Linked DNA regions of Mus musculus: region 1 is linked to region 2. Evidence: chromatin contacts called from public promoter capture Hi-C data. All regions are on one chromosome and are shown on one strand. Each heading gives the region's core, a stretch centred on a gene start, on an enhancer-like site or on the middle of the called end of the contact. The rest is flanking DNA. Distances are from core to core; before and after follow the strand shown.

The links. Promoter capture Hi-C pulls out the DNA fragments that hold promoters and counts their contacts.
Region 1: a contact with region 2 is called in a promoter capture Hi-C map of hippocampal neurons, with 9 times the contacts expected there. The contact joins the promoter of Cacna2d3 here to the promoter of Erc2 in region 2. A contact is called at or near these places in 4 of 39 promoter capture datasets (cranial neural crest, frontonasal cranial neural crest, hippocampal neurons and 1 more) and 2 of 115 datasets of contacts at active chromatin or transcription factors (astrocytes and embryonic forebrain).

Annotation. Positions count from the first base shown.
Region 1 is chr14:29,720,603-29,723,302 of GRCm38.p6, reverse strand. Cacna2d3 (calcium channel, voltage-dependent, alpha2/delta subunit 3) reads left to right here and starts at 1,439. Exons shown (of 38, transcript NM_009785.1): 1 at 1,439-1,657; 2 at 2,350-2,431. The coding sequence starts at 1,536.
Region 2 is chr14:27,621,082-27,623,781 of GRCm38.p6, reverse strand. It overlaps Erc2 (ELKS/RAB6-interacting/CAST family member 2), which reads right to left and starts at 1,375. Exons shown (of 20, transcript NM_001347497.1): 1 at 1,168-1,375.

The DNA of each region.
Region 1 (2,700 bases), core at 190-2,689, 2.1 Mb before region 2:
GATCCTAGCCGGATACTACCCCTACCCTTACTCAGTTCTCTGCAATTGAGTGCAAAGAACTAGGTAGGGTGTGGGTGTGGGGGGGGGGGAGAACCCCTGTAAATCCCAGAGGCGGAAATACATGCACATAAGGAGAACCGAGGCGGCGGGGGCGCGTTCGGAGACTAGGCGAGGTCAGGAGCGCACGGCTGCCCCAGGTCGCCCGAGTTTGCTCCGCCAGGCGAGGATGACTCAGCCTCACTCGGGTCTTTACCGTCAGCCCGCGCGAGGGCTCCACAAAGTTCCTAGTCACACCCTAGAGCTTGAACGAGGATGGGGGACAAGGTTTTTCTAAGGGTGGGGCCGCGGCAAAAGAGACATCCTGGGGCTTTCCCTGTGGGTATTCAGAAGCCTCGCCCGCGCTCAGCTGCCTCTTCCCGGGCGGGGGCTGGTGTGCGGAACCTCCGTGCTCGGAGCAATCTGAACCCCCCTCCTCCCCCCGCAGAATTAAGGGTGTCTGCCGGTCAGGTTGGACTTTCCGCTGCGTTTGCTTCCTTTCCCGCCCGGGCATCCTGGTCCCTGGGTGCACCGTGTAGCAGTGCGGACCCCGGACCCCGAGCTTCAGTAGGCTTGAAAGCACCCCGGCCCGTGGTCCGGAACGCCAGCGGTAGCTGTGCGGCCGCCGGGTGCCCGCGCCGCGACTGCAGCGCCACCCTCCGCGCTTTCCTCCAGTCGCCGCGGCGGTGGAGCAGCGATGGGCGGCCACGCCGCGGTGCACTCCCTAGAACCCGACCCCCTTGTCCCATCCCCAGCCCGTTCTGCCGCTATACGAGCCGGTCCACTGCCGCTGCCGCCGCCCGCTGGCTTCTTCCAGACTTCTGCCTCTTCCCAAGGAACCGTGAGGGGAATCGGGAGGGGGTCGCACCACCTCTAGGCTCCGCAGCCCCCCACCACAACGCCCCTGACCAGTCCCCGGGGCTCCTGACCAGATCAACTACTGGCAAAGTGTGGAGCATCGGGGTCCTCGGCCTCGCTCCCGAGCCGCCCACCCCCATTCCGCTCCGGTCGCCAGGGCCTGGGGACCGCCCGGGGCCACCCGAGAGTCGCGCCCGTGGCGGCGGACTGCGGAGTTGTAAAGAACTCAGCGGCCGCAGTGGGCCGGACCGGGCGAGGCACGAGCCGTGGCGGCCAAGGACACTTGAGTTTGCGAGTCTCCGCCCGCGAGGCGCCTCCCGCCCTCCCGCCGCGGCTCGCCGGACTCCCCGGGGCCGCCGAGGCGGGGCTGGGCAGCTGCCGCGGCAAGAGGCGCGTCTCGCTCCCTCCTCCCGCGCCTGCCTACTCCCCAGTGCTCCCTCCCGCCTCCTCTCCGCCCTCCCCTCCCCTCCCCCCGTACCCCGCTGCTTCCCCCCCCCCCCTGCTCCCCAAGTGAGCCGGGCGCGCGAGAGGCAGGAGGGGCGGCGCGCGGCGGAGCAGGCAGCCCAGCGCGCTCGCCCACCGCCCGCCCGGCGCAGCTCTCCGCGGCCGCTCCAGTCGCCGCCGCCGCCGCCGCCGCCAGGATGGCCGGGCCGGGCTCGCTGTGCTGCGCGTCCCGGGGGGCCTCGGCGCTCCTAGCCACCGCGCTTCTCTACGCCGCTCTGGGGGACGTGGTGCGCTCCGAGCAGCAGATCCCGCTCTCCGTGTAAGTGCCTGGTGTTGGGACTCCCCGGGAGGGGCGGCTAGCGCCCGAGAGAGACCCGGGGCGCCCAAGTTTGGGCGCCTGCAGGTGCGGCTGGGCAGGACCCACGGCGGGTGCGGGCCTCGCCTCTTGCACCTGCCTCTCAGCATCAGCACCCAGTGGCGGGAGACTAGGGTGGAACCTTCTCGCCCTTTCCCTGGGGCTGGGGAGTAAGACCTGGAGAGGTTCACCTCAAGTGACAGCGCCAAGTTTAGAGCCTGTTTACAGACTGCAACTTCCACGGGCTGTTTAATGGTCCCCTTTTCTGCTACCTTGCCATCCTACTTTTCCGGGAAGTGGGGTGGGGGTGGGGATGGGTGGATTTCTTCAGAGTAGTATTTGCCAGGTGATGCTCATTTTAGGTGTTTAAGTAACCAGGCAATTGTTTCTATGAAAGCCCGTGGTCTTCTTAGAGAGCCAGGCTTTACACCTTCTGAACTCCGGTGACCCCGGACCCCATCCCGCGCTGCGCTCTACATCTTGGTGCGGGTAGTTTGTAAGAGAGAGTTTTTTTTTTTTTTTTTTTTTTTAATCTTTCTTTCCTTTTTCCTTTAATGTTCTATCGCCCTGCTCTTTCAGCCACAGCCCGGTGTGTGCGCGTGTGTGACGGTGACACTGGTATTACATTTCTTCCCTCTGCTCTTTTCTCCCCATAGAGTGAAGCTGTGGGCCTCCGCTTTTGGTGGGGAGATAAAATCCATCGCTGCCAAGTACTCGGGCTCCCAGCTTCTGCAAAAGGTAAGGTTTCTGTGGTGACAGACAGCGATGATTTTTCTAGCACAGAAAATGGAGGCAGATTTAGTTTTTCCAAACAAACGTGAGCCCAGAGCTGCATCAGTTATCAGAGTAGTCTCTGATCTCCCGTTCTTGGCATTGTACTGTGCAGTGACTTCTCCCTACCAACCGGTTATTTTTAGATGACACTTGATTCCAAACACAAAGAAAAGCAGGATACTCACTCGCACTGTCCTGGCTGGGGCTCGGAAACAGTGTGTTTGCATGGCTCT
Region 2 (2,700 bases), core at 126-2,625:
AAAGACAGGAGGAGAACACAGGTTGAACATACTTGCTTCTAAGCCCATTGTCGAGGAGTTGGCTTCCCGCTTCTCTGCTTCTCACAGCTGGAGTCCTACCTGGTGGAAACCAATGGTTAAGTAAAACCACTGATTTAAAGAGCCAACCAGGAAACTAACCAAGACAAGTGGGAGCAGCCCTCCTCTCCCGAGCATTGATTGGCTCTTGGGGTTCCACCGGTCCCATTCTATACACATAAGTGGCAGGTGCGGCTGTCAGTCACGAAGAGAACTGACAATTCACCGCTCTGGGAGTAAATTGTCTTTCATCCAGCAAAGGCAGGTAGCCGCCTAAAATCGATCTTCTCCTAAGGGAGCGGACCCTCCCTCTGGCAAGGAGGAGAAAGACCCCTAACTACAAAATAAATTATGTAGGGCTAAACAGGGGAGAGTTTGTGGGTACTATTTGATTTTCACACACCGAAAGAGCCCTTATTCTTCACTGTCCTAAAAATGATCTTTCAAAGGCTCATACAGGAATAATAATAATAATAATTTTTAAAGGTACCTCCTTGTAAGTACCCCTTGTGTAATTAGGAGGTGGGGAGAGAATCGGTAGGAATGCTGTTTAATTTCACATCGTATCCTTTTTCATACACCACCTCCTACCCCTCCCCAGTAAATCATCTTCATTTTCCCAGGCATGAATTTTTCTTTTTATAACCTGCATCCCTTCCCCGCCCCCCTTTCCCCTGGAGCCCACCCAGACAGCCAGGCTCACAACCCCTGAGGCTGGGGGGTCCTGTCTTCTCCACTTTATTCAGCTTCCGATTCTGAGAGACCCCCACCCTCGTGAACATCCCACCCCTCCCGGCAAGGTAGTCAGCAAAGGGGGCGGGGGGTCGTCTGCAGAAAAGAAAGGAGAGGACAGTGAGGGTGGCTACGGGAGAGAGACTGCGGGAGGTGGCCCGGGGCGGGCGCCTGAGGAACTGTGCACTTGTTCCAATCCGGGGGTTTAGAGAGAGAGGCAAATCCGCCCTTAGGCCGCCCCATCCCTTCCCCCGCCTGAAATAGCCCCGAGGAAGGCGGCTGCGTCTCCCCTCAGCTCCCCCGATAACGCATTGCAGCTGCCCACGAGCGCCGGGGACCCGCACGAGGGAGCCGGGGCCCCCAGCGTCGGCGTCTCACCTTAGCGATGCTCGCCCCGGCGCGGTCCCACATGGATTTTTACAACCTCGCGTGGCTGCGGCGTCGGGCGGCCGGGAGGAGCTGGAGCGATCAGGAGCGCGAGACGGTGGAGCGCGGGCAGCGCGGGGAGGTGGTGGGGAGGTGGAGGGGAGCGCGGCCAGCGCCGAGCGCCGGGGCCGGGCCGGGCGGGGCCGAGGGGGCGGCGCCCGCCGCAGTCCCGACACGCGCGCTCACGGCCGCTCGCCCAGGCCCTGACTCACATTCCCAGCATTCCCGAGGAGCCTGGAGGGGCCGCGGCTGGGACCTGGGCACCTCCGCGGGGGGCAGCAGAGAGTCGAGTGCGCGCCCGCTCCGCAGCGCCTCCTGGCATCCTCCTGCCCGAAGCACCTGACCTCCCAATCCTCCCCCAGAAGCCCCTCCAAAAGCTGCCAGACACTTCTGGGGAACAAAAACAGCCCTTGCCTTTTAAGTTAACCTAGAGAACTGGGGTGAGGGTTCCTATGCCCTAGGACCATCCATTCCTTTGCAGGTCCATAGAAGGATGACTCCACAACACATCTACTTTATTGCCACCTCCTTGTCCCCCAAGGAAAAGCGAGATAGAAAAGTGAAAAGGAGAGCAATTCAGGCTCCTGTTCATCAGATGCATTAGGTGTCTCGTCTGGTTCCCTTTTAAATTAGAAAGATGGGCCCTGAGTTCACGCAAGCACACACCGCTCCAGGTAAAGTGCATGAGAAAGTGTGCAAGGTTTTCACGGGCAAAAGCTTCCGCTCAACAAGAAGTCTTGAACCCCTGCTGCTGCCACTTGGCACCAGGGAGGGAAATGGAAACGACAGAGGTAAGTAGTCAATTCCAGAACAGCAGCGATTTCCTTTATGCCCTGATGAGTGTGCTTCCAGCAACTTCAGTGGCCACATAAGAGTGGCTCCTGCTGGGAAGCTCACACATAAAGCGATCCTGATCCAGCAGTGGGGTGAGCAGAGGGAAGAACAGTGACTGGGGACAATCCTTCCTCCCACCCTGAAAAGGAGGACCTCATATGCTAACTGCTCAGAGAACAGGAGGATGCCTTCCTTTGGCAGCCTAAGTGTTTTTGCCTTTAATAGCCATACCATTTAAGGTTTTCCATGGCCTCCGGGTGCTCATACTCTTCTTTCCATCCCCAACAAATAGTGCCCATTCCCCTAACCCTGGTACTTGAAGGACAAAACCAAACTATATCTATTGTGTTCTGTCCCACATGGATCCTTGGCAACCTGGTGTGTTACATGTGAGAACCCTTTTGAGATTCTTGACATACCTCATGCTGAGTAGTTTCTGAAATGTGACTGTGCTAATTTGCTTCTCTGTTGCTGTGATAAAAACAATGACCAGAACCAATTTGGGAAAGGGTCGGCTTACATTTCCACTGCACAGCCCATCCTCAAGCAAAGCCAGGGCAGGAGTGCAAGGCAGGAACCTGGAGGCAGGAGCTGAAGCTGAGGCCATGGAGGAGCACTGCTTACTGGCTTACTCTCCTGGCTTGCTCAGTT